Linked DNA regions of Mus musculus: region 1 is linked to region 2. A link is a contact called in public HiChIP or PLAC-seq data. All regions are on one chromosome and are shown on one strand. Each heading gives the region's core, a stretch centred on a gene start, on an enhancer-like site or on the middle of the called end of the contact. The rest is flanking DNA. Distances are from core to core; before and after follow the strand shown. Region 1 holds the start of 2310016D23Rik (a long non-coding RNA gene). Region 2 has its middle 30 kb from the start of Cd28.

Evidence for each region. HiChIP or PLAC-seq counts read pairs in DNA pulled down with a chosen protein or histone mark.
Region 1: a contact with region 2 is called in an H3K27ac HiChIP or PLAC-seq map of heart atrium, with 8 read pairs. The contact joins the promoter of 2310016D23Rik here to the enhancer-like site in region 2. A contact is called at or near these places in 1 of 39 promoter capture datasets (liver), 1 of 484 Hi-C or Micro-C datasets (nephron progenitors), 1 of 115 datasets of contacts at active chromatin or transcription factors (heart atrium) and 1 of 9 other capture datasets (adipose tissue).

The regions. Positions count from the first base shown.
Region 1 is chr1:60,774,713-60,781,673 of GRCm38.p6, reverse strand. It overlaps 2310016D23Rik (a long non-coding RNA gene), which reads right to left and starts at 3,213. Exons shown (of 3, transcript XR_865459.1): 1 at 2,758-3,213.
Region 2 is chr1:60,712,795-60,719,118 of GRCm38.p6, reverse strand. No RefSeq gene overlaps it. Among named protein-coding and RNA genes, the nearest start is that of Cd28, 30 kb to the left of the region's middle. Within about 2 kb of position 3,273, at least 43 of the 459 cell types and tissues checked have an H3K27ac peak or open chromatin away from gene starts, as enhancers often do. A contact at or near this core is called in adipose tissue, heart atrium and liver, where this site is marked.

The sequences.
Region 1 (6,961 bases), core at 1,964-4,463, 63 kb before region 2:
GTGGTAAGTTTTAAGAGGAGAAAATGCGAATGAGTGCTTGAATCTTCTGTTCTTTTCTAACTTACAGAACCTCAGGAGCCAATGTTTCAAAGAAGCCAGTAACCCAAATGTCATCTCTTCTGAGGTAAGGACATTGTTACCAATATACTGATAACATCTAGTTCTTCAAGTTGTCAGAGACTAATAACTGAGCATACCAAGAGGGTAAGGTAGTGTTGAGTTCTTTATTTCTCCAAACAATGTGAAATTTATGAATATATGTTCATAGATTATAGATAACATTATATATTATATATGTAATCAGTCAACATGAAGTTAATTAGGATTATATATATGCATATAAACATATATATATAATCAGTCATTATGAAGATATTAATTAGGACGGTTATATTTCTCTGAATCTTTTTCTTTTAATTTATTTATTATTATATGTAAGTACACTGTGTCTTAAGACACACCAGAAGAGGGTGTCAGAAATCATTTTGGATGGTTGTGAGCCACAATGTGGTTGCTGGGATTTGAACTCAGGACCTTCGGGAGAACAGGAAGATTATACTTCTTCATGTAATAAGAAAATCCACCTGAAATGTCTTCAATAATAAAGCTATTTGTTGTCAGCCATGTCAAGAAGCTGAAGACAGACACTTTCAGGGTTGCTCGGCCTTCTGCTCAGTTCCCTCAAGGTTCGGCTGCTTTCTCTGCCCTCCTCTCCTGGCCTCAGCCTGCTCTGACCATCGGGCCAATCCTGCTCATTGTGCAAAATCCCCTTGAAGACACAGCAATCTAAGATTCAAAAAAGGCATTCTTTATTTCCAAATGTCTTTTAAGAACAAAGAGAAACTTTCCCAGGGGAGCTTTGGTGCACACTCACGGCCTTATTGGTTAGAATTGTGTCACGTGTCAGCCAATCCTGGATGAGAGGGTTACCATCACTCTAGCGTATGCCTACCGTTATCCACTCTTTGGATTTCCTGGAAAGCATAAGTGGGAAAATAATACAGAGTTCTGTGTGTTGCCAAGCGAGAGGACACAGTTTTTGATTTGAGTGTAAGAGGCATGGTAATAAAATGCACTTTGACATTTTTAAAACCTTGTAAATTGCTAACCGGGCGGTGGTGGCACACGCCTTTTATCCCAGCACTCGGGAGGCAGAGGCAGGCAGATTTCTGAGTTCGAGGCCAGCCTGGTCTACAAAGTGAGTTCCAGGACAGCCAGGGCTACACAGAGAAACCCTGTCTCGAAAAACCAAAAAAAAAAAAAAAAAAAAAAACTTGTAAATTTTATCAGTAGTTTTCAAATTTCCCAAACCTTTTAATAGTACCTAGTTCATCTAATTTATCAAAAGACAAAACAGTTTTTGTGTGTTTTTCAGATAAAAGGTTGTATATTTACCTATCCACCTGTTTGTTCACTCAGTTAAAAGGTTTTAAGCACCAATATATTATACTCAAGATTTAATATACTATGAAGAATTCAGAAATCACTAGATTTATACTATCAAGTATTATTATTATTATTATTATTATTATTATTATTAGAGAAATGTCTATCTTTAAAAAAACAATGAAATTTTTCATGCTATTACATGAAGGTGATTTTCAAATTAAATTCACACAAGAAAGCCCATATAAATAAATATTTCTACCTTAAATCCACAAGTATTTCACTATTTATTTAAGAAAAAGTGACACATAATTTTTAACTAGTGGAGATAATGTGTACAAGAAATTGTAGGCTTTTTCAAATATTCCCAGCTGACAAAAACCTCAAAAAATACACATGTATATAAAAGCTATAATATGAAAAAATAAAACAGTTGTAATGTGGGATATAAAAAGTACAAGACATCTACACAGAAGTCCCTTTGTCTAATCCTTTCATATAGTAGTGAGTAGAAACTAGAGACAATCTGCCGTTGTCCCACCAGAAGGTTCAAGGGCAAAGACAAGAATTAGCCCCAAACTTAGTATTCTACGGGGCACAATAAGTCATAATTTCCCCCTGAGCTCTAAACCTGGAAGTTTACTTTTGCATTACTAACCTTAATTCACGAAACAAACAACCTACTGAAAGAGGCCAGATTTGAGGGGCAATGAAGGTTAAAACAAACAAACAAACAAACAGGAGAGAGGTGCTTGTAGGAGCTGGGACCTCTCTTCCTGTTTTGTTCTCAGTGGTTTTCATCCTAGGTTGCTTCCTTTTGAGACTGAGAATATGTCTCTCCCTATAAAGCTAGTAACCAAGCGGCAGAAAGATCGAAGTAGGCTCCACAAGATAAGTACTCTCCTGTCACAGCTTCAAGAGGAGGCTGAGCAGATTTAAGTCTTTCTTATGGCCTCTGTAGAGGCCCTGGGAAGGAACTGAGTGAATAACCTACACAGCAGTCCTACACACTATATAAGAAAAGTCTTGGAGGTCCTAAGGCTGTTCACCCAGACTGTAACTTGAACACATTAGTGTATCCTGGCTTTGCAGGATACACCATTCTGAGAGAGGTGTGCCTGCTCCTGGTATTACAGGCTGTTTGCATATTAAATCTTAGGTATTACAGGCTGCTTGCATATTAAATCTTAGGTATTACAGGCTGCTTGCATATTAAATCTTAGGCATCTGACCTTTTGGGGAGCAATTTCCTATTCTTGGCTGCACAAATGAAGCTAAATCTTACCCTATTTCTAAAATGCCCAGATAGAATGAATGAGTGTATGGCTCAGAGTGCCCCCACAGGCTGTTTCCAGAAAGAACTATTTGTACCTTGGGTGTAACCAGCAGCTGTAGACAAACAGGGTGGAGCAGCGATAAGGGATGACAAAGGCCGGGTCAGTGTCTATGATCTGTATAAAGCTGACTTTCACGCCTACCTGTGAAATGCCAAGCTTTAGTTTGCCCTTCCAGTGGGCAGCAGCAGGGGTTGCGGGTGCGGGTGAGGGTGTGCTCTCCTGGTCACCTATAAATAGTAGCTAAATTTAGATTTGAAAAAGTCATGGAAAGTGGTAGGAGGCCAGTCCTGAGACAGCTGCTTCTGGTCTCTGCTCCACCCACTCCACACTGGAGCTGAGTGTGGTCCATTTGGAAGGATTTGCAGGGTAATTCGTCTTTTTCATTACCTTGGACACGGGCCATACCCCCCCACCCCCACTGTGAATAAAAATTTATTTTGTTTCCTTGGAGATTGCATGGATTTGATGGTTGGACGAGAGGGAAAAGAGCAAAGAAAATGTAACAGTAATCATTGGGCTTTTAGCACTAATTTCCCGAGGATGCTGTCATCTTGAAATTCTCGTCCCCTTTGCTTTTAGTTTCCTGTTTCTCCTCCCCAGGATAGCTCTCTCTTGGATAAAGTCTCTCCCTCATTCTCTGCAAATCCTTGCCTTTTTTTTTTTTTTTAAATAAAGTTACTTGGACACTCACACTCCCAAGAGGTCTTTACATGCACCCAGACTGATCCCTTCTAGATGGTGTCTGGCGTTCAAAGACAAGCTCAAAGCTTAAAAGTGGTGCCTTGGTTCTGTCTCAGAGGTCAGCAAACTGCGGCCTACAGGCCAAGTCTAGCCACTGTCTGACACTGCACAGGCCATGAGCTGAAGAATGGATTGTATGTGTACATACGGCTAGGGTGATGGTGCAGCAATCAGAGGAATCACAATATCTGGCAAGAAAATTAAAGGAGAATCAAATACCAATATCCATAAGTAAAAGCTTGCTGAAATACAGCTAATCTCAGTTGTTTGTCTACAGTGACAGACTGCAGTAGCTACAAGAAACTATACAGTCACCAGAGTAACAGTAGATACACAATGTCTAAGTTCTACAGTCAGGACTAAGTAGGTGCCTTAAGGTGAATAGAAGGAGGTGAAGGGTTGTAAAATACACTCTGATTGGTCCACGCAGAGATAAGGACAACAGCGTTGCTCTATCGTTTCTCCTGTACCCAGTCCGCTTTTCAGAGCTGGGAAGACGGTCATCAAAATGTTGTTGGATGAATGAAGAAGAAGACAGGACAGAGAGGCACAAAGCAAATGAAACATGAGTTGCACCCTGTTTGGAATGAAAAAGCATCCCCATGACAACCTCCAGCTAGTCTTGCTTCATATCATCTATATCACTGGTTCCCAGACGTTAGCAAAAACCCTCACTTTGGATGCCAACGTATCGAATGCTCAGTGTGTGCATAAGAAATTGAAAAAAAAAGTCTGTATGAATCTGGCTAACTTTGCTGATGCTAATTCAAACCCACCTTTCTGACCCTCTTCCTCAGTCACCAAATGTACATCAATTTAGTCTAGACACTAAACTCAGATGAGGAAGTTATCAAGGGAAAGGAAATCAAATGTAAACTTCATAAATAAACCTTTTGTTCATCTCTCTCTCTTCTTCCCTCCCCCTCCCTCCCTCCCTTCCTCCCTCTCTCCCTCCCTCCCTCCCTCCCCATCTCTGTGCTTGCAGGTGACACCCACACATATCCTTCAGCGTTGGCAGAGATGTTCACTCAGATAATGACTGGAGTTCATGCTACCTGTTCTCATCTTCATGTGTCATCGTCACCATGCAAAACCACAACTATAGGAAAACAGAGCTGTTTGCTGCTCTTCTGTCTCAACTGACATTTCCACCCAGTTCACAGCTTGCCCTTTGGAGACAAAGGAGATTATCTGTCATTGAGATGCCTTTACATAATGAAGTATGAGTGAAATCCAGGCTATCCTTTACAACTTTTTATCCCCTTGAGTTTGTAGCCTTTCCAATCCTTTCGCAGAGTTTAAGTGGGCAAATGGCATAGGGCATGGCCTTTGGGAAGCACACATTCTGATCCTTGATTTTGCCCCAAGAGTGAGGTCAGCTCAGAAAGTCTGACATATTCTTGGACACACAGACTTTCAATGCAAGTAGTTTCAAGCATTGGGTCCAATGTCAACCCTGAAATGAGCAAAAGGCACTTAAGCTAGTGTTTCACATACTGCTCTGGACAGTAGTCTACAGTTTTAAGAACCATAAACCTATGATTCAAAAAAAAAACAAAAACAAAAACAAAAACCACACACACACCCTACTTTCAGAATGTCAGATGGGAAAACATAAGGAGGTCCAATCTCTCAGATGTATTTCTCAAAACCCAAGATCCTGAGTACCACTGCCAGCACATCAATGGAGGCTCAGTTGAGGAGAACACAGAGCACACCATCAGCAGGTTTCTAAGGTGGTTCCCAGACCATCTGTAGCTGCCTTTTACTGTGGGGGTCAGATTTCTGTTGCAATGAACCCAGGAGTTTCTTTGATTTGTCTCAACTATCTATCATCTCTGTTCCAGATATAACGAGAGATGACAAAAGATACTGCTTAAATAGGAATGTGGGTCTAGGGAGGTGGCTCAGTCAGTAAGGGACCTGTCGCATAAAGATCTAAGTTTGGATCCATTCCAAGCAGTCACGTAAAGAGTCAGGCTTTAAGGGGCTCACCTGACGTACTAGAGCTGGGAAGGTGGAGGCAGGAGCTTACTGCAGCTCACTGGCATGAGTCCTACATTCAGTGAGAAAGTCTGTCTCAAAAAGTACAGTGCAGAATGATAGAGAAAATATCCAACATCAGCATGTACATGCATACACATGTGCTTATGCACACACACACATGCACACACACACATACACAAAGATATATACACACATGGCTCTTCCCACTGAAAAGGAAACTACCCTGGGCTGGGGATGCAGCTCAGTTGTTTGCCTAGATGGAGCCCTGGACTGAATCTCCTACAAAGTGCACTAAAGGCTGTTGTTTGTTGATTGTAAATTCTCACATTTGTGGGGTTAAGACATGATAGAGGGGCCTGTCTAGTGATGTCATAGAATTTGCCTTGTGTTATACCTTGAGGATGAGTCTGGAGGTACCTCAACTTTTTAACAGGTTATACAATTTTCCATTAGTACAATAAACACATCCTTACTGAGATCTGTGCAGAGGTTTTTCCATCTATTAATCTGGTACCTTTCCAGTTTGATCTGATTTCCCTGTTGAAACATCCACGAGACTAGCTGATTCCAGACTTTCTTAAGTAGTAGCCTGGATGTGAGCTCATCTTTTTCAAGCTTTCTCTGCATTTATTGAACTCCACAAGTCTCGTTTCAACAAAACAAAGAGTGGGTTTAAAAATGAGTTCATCATGTACCTTGTTTACTCCAGGTCATCTGCAAAGGAAAACTTAAGGCCAAATAGAAACAGCTACATGGATTACCAAGTATCAGACAAGCTCTTGTGTCTGTGGCTCAAGTGTCTCCTCCTCCACACACAGGATTCTTTTGCACTGCCCCCCACCCCACCCCACCCCCAGCCACTGTCCGCTGATGTGTGTGTTAAATACTAGTATGGTATAAATTTTCAGCTTGCTCCCAATGCCACGTATTTTGCTTGTTTGCTCTTCTTTTTGGCTGAAGCTGTTGCAAGCTTTTCAAGCACCCACTTACGCCATGAGCAAGACAGGTAAAGAGACTGGCATTTCCTGTCCTGACCATTGTTTGAGATCTTTTTGGATCAGAGCTAACAAAGCATTTCTAGACTTCACTGGAACAAAATCACTCCACAGAGAAGAGCAGTAATTCAGCTGTAGGGTGAGTTTTTAACTACAAAAGCCATATTTTCAGAAACCAGAAGCTAAAGATGGGTTTAAAGCATTGACAAAATGCTTCCCTCAGAAACATGGGTTTTAAATGAAAAAACTCTCAGTGCCAGGCATGGGATATGTCATAGAGACTGCGGAGGCCCGCAAGGCAGCAGAAGCTGCTATTGTCCTGGTTGCCCACCTTAACTGCATGGTAAAGCCCTGCTGCTGAAGATACAACAGACTTTAATTACAGAACAGAACAGAGTAGTCAAGGTAGAAATGGCCTGAGAATTTCTTTCCTGCTGGTTAACTTTCATAGTGCCGAGAGGTGCTTTTCTGGCAACTGAGGGGTGGGGTGGGGTT
Region 2 (6,324 bases), core at 2,024-4,523:
AGGCAGACAAGTGCAAAGTAAGTTTCTCCTTCCAAATTAATCGAAAGAGGATATGTTATATTCTGGTTCATCTAGAATTATCTTCCTAAAACATCTATACACTAGGTACATCAACCTACTTTATAAATGCACCACGGAAGAATTAATGAGACTGTGCAAATATACGTGTACAACCACATTTATTCTTTCATGAGATCCTGAAAGTATACAAAAGAAAATGAACCTCCCACCCACAGACATACAAACCAGACTTCACCATTTAATACAATGACTGTTCCTTTAAGAGATGTCTGGAGTCACTTCCCCACCCAGCCCAATAAGCACAATGGAACATTTTCCTTGAGATTACCTCACTCCCGCTGACCCACACAGGAAATAATTATTTTGGTAGTCTCTCATAAACAGTAAAATATACTTGCTTGAAAAATAAGCTCTTTGACCCTGTAAGTCAGTGGCTTCGTGAGCATACCAAACTAAGTATCCTTCCAAATCCAACAATTTTGTACGTAAATGGTGCCTTATTCTTGAATTGTGGGTTCCCAGATCCAGGCTCCACTTGACAGTTCTGCCAAGATGCCACCACGGACAGTGGTTTCCTTGTATTTCTGCCTAAAGAAGAATGTGGCATCAAAGAAAAATTATATTTCTTTCCTAAGATAGAATTTGGAAATTCAACAGATGTCCTAGCAACAGATTCAAACACAGTAGTCATGGCTGAGAAATCAGCTCTGCTCTTGCATGTATCCATCCTAGGGTGCACCAGAGAAATGCAGCGATGTTTAAAAGAGTGATGGTTTGGAATGAAATTTCTGAGTCTAGTGAAAGATCAAGATGTCCACTCCTAAGCTAACTGAAACCTGCTACCATGTATGTCCCTTTCTTTCACTATAGAATCCCCAAAGACAGCAATGTAGAGGATTCCAAGCAAACTGTCTGTGAGAGGAGTCTGGCTACCTGCAGAAAACAGAAGCATTGGAGCCATAAGGCCATGTTCCCAGTTGAAGGTGACACTAATCTACTGAACACCCAAGTCACTCCCTTGGTATAAAAGCCCATTGGGCAACTGGAGCCAGGGGGCTGTCCCTAAATCTGATGCCTGTCTTTGGATCTCATTTCCCTAACTAAGCTGCCTTGTCTGGCCTCAGTGGGAGTGGATGTGTTTAACTCTGCAGAGACTTGATGTGCCAGGGTTGGGAGATAGCCAGGGGGACCTCCGCCCTCTCAGAGGAGATGGGGAGAGGTATGGGGGAGGGACCTTGTGAAAGAGAACTGGAGGAGGTGAGGACAGTGATCAGAATATTAGATAGATAGATAGATAGATAGATAGATAGATAGATAGATAGATAGATAGATAGATAATGGAAAGGGAGGAAAAGCCTTTCGGGACTACCTGACAAGCACCCAAATTGATTGGAGCTAAAGACAATGGTGTGTTTTCCTACCTCTTTCAACAGTCTGCAACTAAGCAGGTCAGATCAGGACTCAAAATGTCAACTGAAGAATCAGGAACTCAGTTACCTTCCATCAAGTCACCACACTCTTCTCTTTCAGGCCACAAGCCAGAAACTGGAGTATTTCTGCTTATTTCCTATCGACGAATGCTTAGTCACATGACCAATGTAGCTTCATGGTCGTTCCCATTTCCATACTCAGAATTCAATGATAATGAACAAAATGGAAATCAATACCAAGAGACATCCAGGAGTCTACCACACTCCTCAGCTTTCTGATTGTTTCACTTAATGATAGATATGTTATCAGAAGACATAACCTCTTGTCTTACATAACTGTTGTAGTACCCATCCCTCCCAAATTACTCTGCTCATTAGACCTGTGTTAGTTGGATCCACTGACATACTAAGGCATGAAAGATCCTAAAGAATGGAGCCAGGGTTCTTGTGCACAACTGTGTGATAACATCTGGCCAGATGTGTAAGCAAGCTTGCTCTTACCTCTGGAGTCTACCTTGATGACCACAATACCCAACTATTGACCCCATGGTTGTGAGGGTCACCTTGTTTCATTTTGTCTTCCTTTCCCTATACATAATAGGAGAATTATCCAAGGTGACTCCCAGACAACTTCAACATTGGAAAGGAAAGAGAATGTCTCCACACTTCAACTGAAGGTAAACTAGTCCAAGAAAGGACTTACATGTCAACTTGGAACTTCTCTGAGAGCTTCTGGGATGGTACCAAGAAAGAAGCTATGTACAGAGGAGGCTTGGGAGTGACTGGGCCAGTTCCCTTCTTGTGTCCTTTGGAGTTGCTGACTTCTAAAGGCACAGAGAATTCCTGACTGGGACTTCCCTCTGGCTTCCACTCACTGAGGAGGAATGGAAGAAGACTCTCTGGTGAGTGGATTAGAATCCCACCTGGTGTTTACACCAAGCTACAGGATGTGCTTAACATCCTGGCATGAATGGGCCAGTGCTTGGCGGCAATGAACAGCACCTGCTTCGAGTATCTACTTGGCCAAATAAACGAACGATACTCGAATATCAAGTAATTTAAGAACCAAATATATGGATGCTCAATAGCTCAAAGACCTCTGAAAGGCAAAGCAGTAGTGGAAACCACATCGATACAAGTTCTTCCTAAAGGAATGAGAAAAAGACGTAAATTTGTTTCTGTGCTATTAGCAGAAATCATGATATACTGCAACTAAATCATTACTGTTTTGGAAAGAAAAGATACTTGAGGTAAGAAATATTAATAAACAACCTATACTCAACATAGACCTATAAACCACAGAAATGGGAAGATTTAACCAGTCTCACACCTGGTGTTTATGGGTTTTGTTTTTTACAGCACATTTATTGGGGCATATAAATACAGAATATTTATATAAATACAGAATACAGATAATGTATATACATGCCATCGAACCTTAACAATATTTTAATTACAAACCTATTCCAAAGTCCAACCTAGGTCAGGAAACATTAGCACATCCTTTTCCTGTTTCTGCCTTATCCGAAAACTGGAACAAAACTCTTGGAAGGGATCCAGAGTATCAGGAAGAAATTGTTTTAAGTGTTGCTATGCATGAGCCAGGCAGCAGAGCAGCATGAGCTGACCTCCATAGCTGAGGCTCTTCCTATGTAATAATAACGCAAGTCCTAAAAAGACTCTGCTGTGCTCATTTCTGGCAGTGGGCAAGGGAATTTGTACAAATGGCTGACTCTCAGATCGGCTGTCACTCCTTCCTCTACTCCACACAGCCCCGTTAGCACTTACCTCATTCATTACACTGTAATTATTTGTTCACAGGCCTGTCTCCAGGACATGGAAAGGAGTTAAGAACACTAGCTCTGCAGCCAAACTGTCTAGATTTGAATCATAGCTCTGCCGCTAGCTCGTTTCTGTGGCTCTGAGCAAGTCCCTTAACTTGGCCAAGCTTCTGTTTTACCATCGCCAAAGCCCAGTTAATAATAGGTCATTAGAGTGTCAGCTGTGCAAACCTCGTGACAAATGGATGAAAGCCACATCCATCCTTAAAGAACATCTTCAGTAACTATTAGTGTTCTCACTTAGAGTAAAATCACTCATCTGTGTATTCCTGTCCCCAGTGTGCCTGACTCCTGAAGGCAAGAGAAACAGGGTAAGAAAGACAATGTCCTCGGCTGGTCTGCTACAGTGCACTAGTGGGACTTCTCTACTGTGTACACTAAAGAAGAATAACCAGGCATCTGTGGCCCAGCTCCAGCCATCTTCCTCTTAGGCAAGAGATGCCCTCACAGGGTATAACCCAAACCCTACATTCCCAGCTTCATCTTAGTGGGCAGACCCACATTTTTCCTCCCCAAAAGAAAGCAACTATTCTCTGTTTTCCTTCAAGAGCTAGCTTTGGTGCTGTCTCTGGGTCTCACTGGGAAAGATGAATTCCAGGTGGTGCTGGCAGAGTCACAGGTCCCCACACTGAGCTCTTCCCTGCAACCTAAACTGATCAGTCATAAGCAGGATAGTTTGACTTCCATCTGCCCTTCAGTGTGTCGTTTCTCAACATGTCCTGCTCATTGTGCCTCTAAGACTAAACAGAGAGGGATGGGGGAGGAGAGGGGAAAGGGAAGGGGAGGAGGAGGACTAGTTCTGCATCCAGATGGTAGCACACATCTGCAATCCCAGAAGCAAGGGGATTGAGGCAGGAGGACCACAAGTTCAAAGCCAACCTGAACTATGTATCAGGATCCTGGTCTTGGAAAAAGTAAAAAATTCAGATTTCTAATTTTTCCTGAGTTTAATGAAGTGTTGCATATGGGAGAAACTGAAAGGCAGACCTTGGCAGTACTGAAGAATTGAAGAGACCAGGTTTGACCTGTTCTGACCACTTTGGGCAGTATAACCTGGACTCTCTTGAACCTTTTGCCTTCTGTTTGGATTCCATCAATTACATGAGACTCTGTGGGTAGGAGGAGAGAAACCTAAGCATTTGTCAGTCTACCCTTGCCCTGACTGACTAGGTTTGACACTTATGGCAAACCTCTACATAGCTCTCACTCTGACTGTGTGGCCCTCTCTGCAGATCTAGCTCTTGCTGGGTTCTCCCCACTTGTCCCCAATGTCCCCTCAAGTCTAAGAGCAGTAACAGCTTTCCAACATGCCTAGTTTCCTTGGTCCTCCCATACTCATGTTATCTCTATTAACCCTTTCCACACTTCTGAAAGGTGTCCCTTTGTTAAAAATCTCTTTAAGGATGCTGGGCATGGCTGGCTCGTGCCTATACTATTGTTACATGGGCAGGCGGCAGGAGGATCACTGTAAATTCAAAGTCAACCTCATCTATATAATGAGTTCCAAGCCAGCCATGGTTTTATATATATCAGGTCATAGGGAAAAACCAAACACAAAATTTAAGTTAAAATAAAGTATTTTGGGAAAAACTCATTTGACTGCTAAAATCCTAACTGAAATGAGTGGTCAAACACAACAGGAAGTCTAGTGGAGAGGAAAACGTGAGCCCTTCATCGTCTGACGGCAGTGAACATTGTCTCATCCAGAACAGTATAATCCTCCTTTTCATTACACCTTGCTGTAGCAACCTGCAGACAGTGTTGTTCTGCTTAAAGAGAGAGACCCTGATCAAGCCACCCTTATACTCAGTTGCATGTGATGGTTCGGAATCTCTTCTCAAATCAAAACATGATAGGGAGTGGAAAGTCAGAGAGAAGTAGAAGTGACACAATTAACTGTTTATTTTTAGCTCAATGAGGAAGGATTTGCACTTTTGAAGATGTGACATTATGATATAGAGAGCACTCAGATCAACATACAAAGATAAAAGATCTGAAGTCTGCAAGACAGGAGCTTCTGAGAATATCGCCTCTAAGCGAATAGAGATACAAACTCTGTTTCTGTTTTTCTGGCTTTCTATCAAGTTCAGTCTTCCCTTTCATGTTTTAATGTGTTTGACTATCCATATTTCCAAATGTAGGCACAAATTTGTCATAGCGTAAAACTCCATGTGAGAACGAATTCTTGCTAGAAGGGTAGCATTAGTAAAGATTAGCCCATTGAGAAATTTCTAAAGGCAGCAGTCAAATGATAATTATTTCTCTACAAATAGAAAATGGCAAAAAAAAAAAAAAAGCAAAAATGCCCTCACTTCAACATTTGGACTTTCAGAGCCCACAGCGGCCCTGCAGTGTGAACTCCCTGACACAATACAGCACGCTTCCTCCTACCGTTTGTCAGTTGTGCACCCTGTGACCCACAGTCTGAAACACTGTGCCCAGTTCTGTCCTTCTATCTCAATCTGACTTGTCAGCATCAATACTCAGCTGTGACCCACACAGTCCCCTGCACTTGTCAATCATGGTTGTATATAATGAACATTCTCTGTCCTTGGAGCACTGGGCCACTCACTGCTCTGTCCCTTGGTAAACTGCATTTTTCAAACCATTCTATTGTCTCCTTCCAACCCTTTTGACTTAGCTAGGGTTCTTTTTTTTTAATTAGATATTTATTTCACTTACATTTCCAATGCTATCCCAAAAGTCCCCCACCTGCTCCCCCACCCACTCCCCCACCCACCCACTCTCACTTCTTGGCCCTGGCGTTCCCCTGTACTGAGGCAGATAAAGTTTGCATGACCAATGGGCCTCTCTTTCCACTGATGGCCGTCTAGGCCATCTTCGGCTACATATGTAGCTAGAGACACAAGCTCTTGGGGATACTGGGTAGTTCATATTGTTGTTCCACCTATAGGGTTGCAGATCCCTTTAGCTCCTTGGTTACTTTCTCTAGCTCCTCCATTGGGGGCCCTGTGATCCATCCAATAGCTGACTGTGGACATCCACTTCTGTGTTTGCTAGGCCCCGGCATA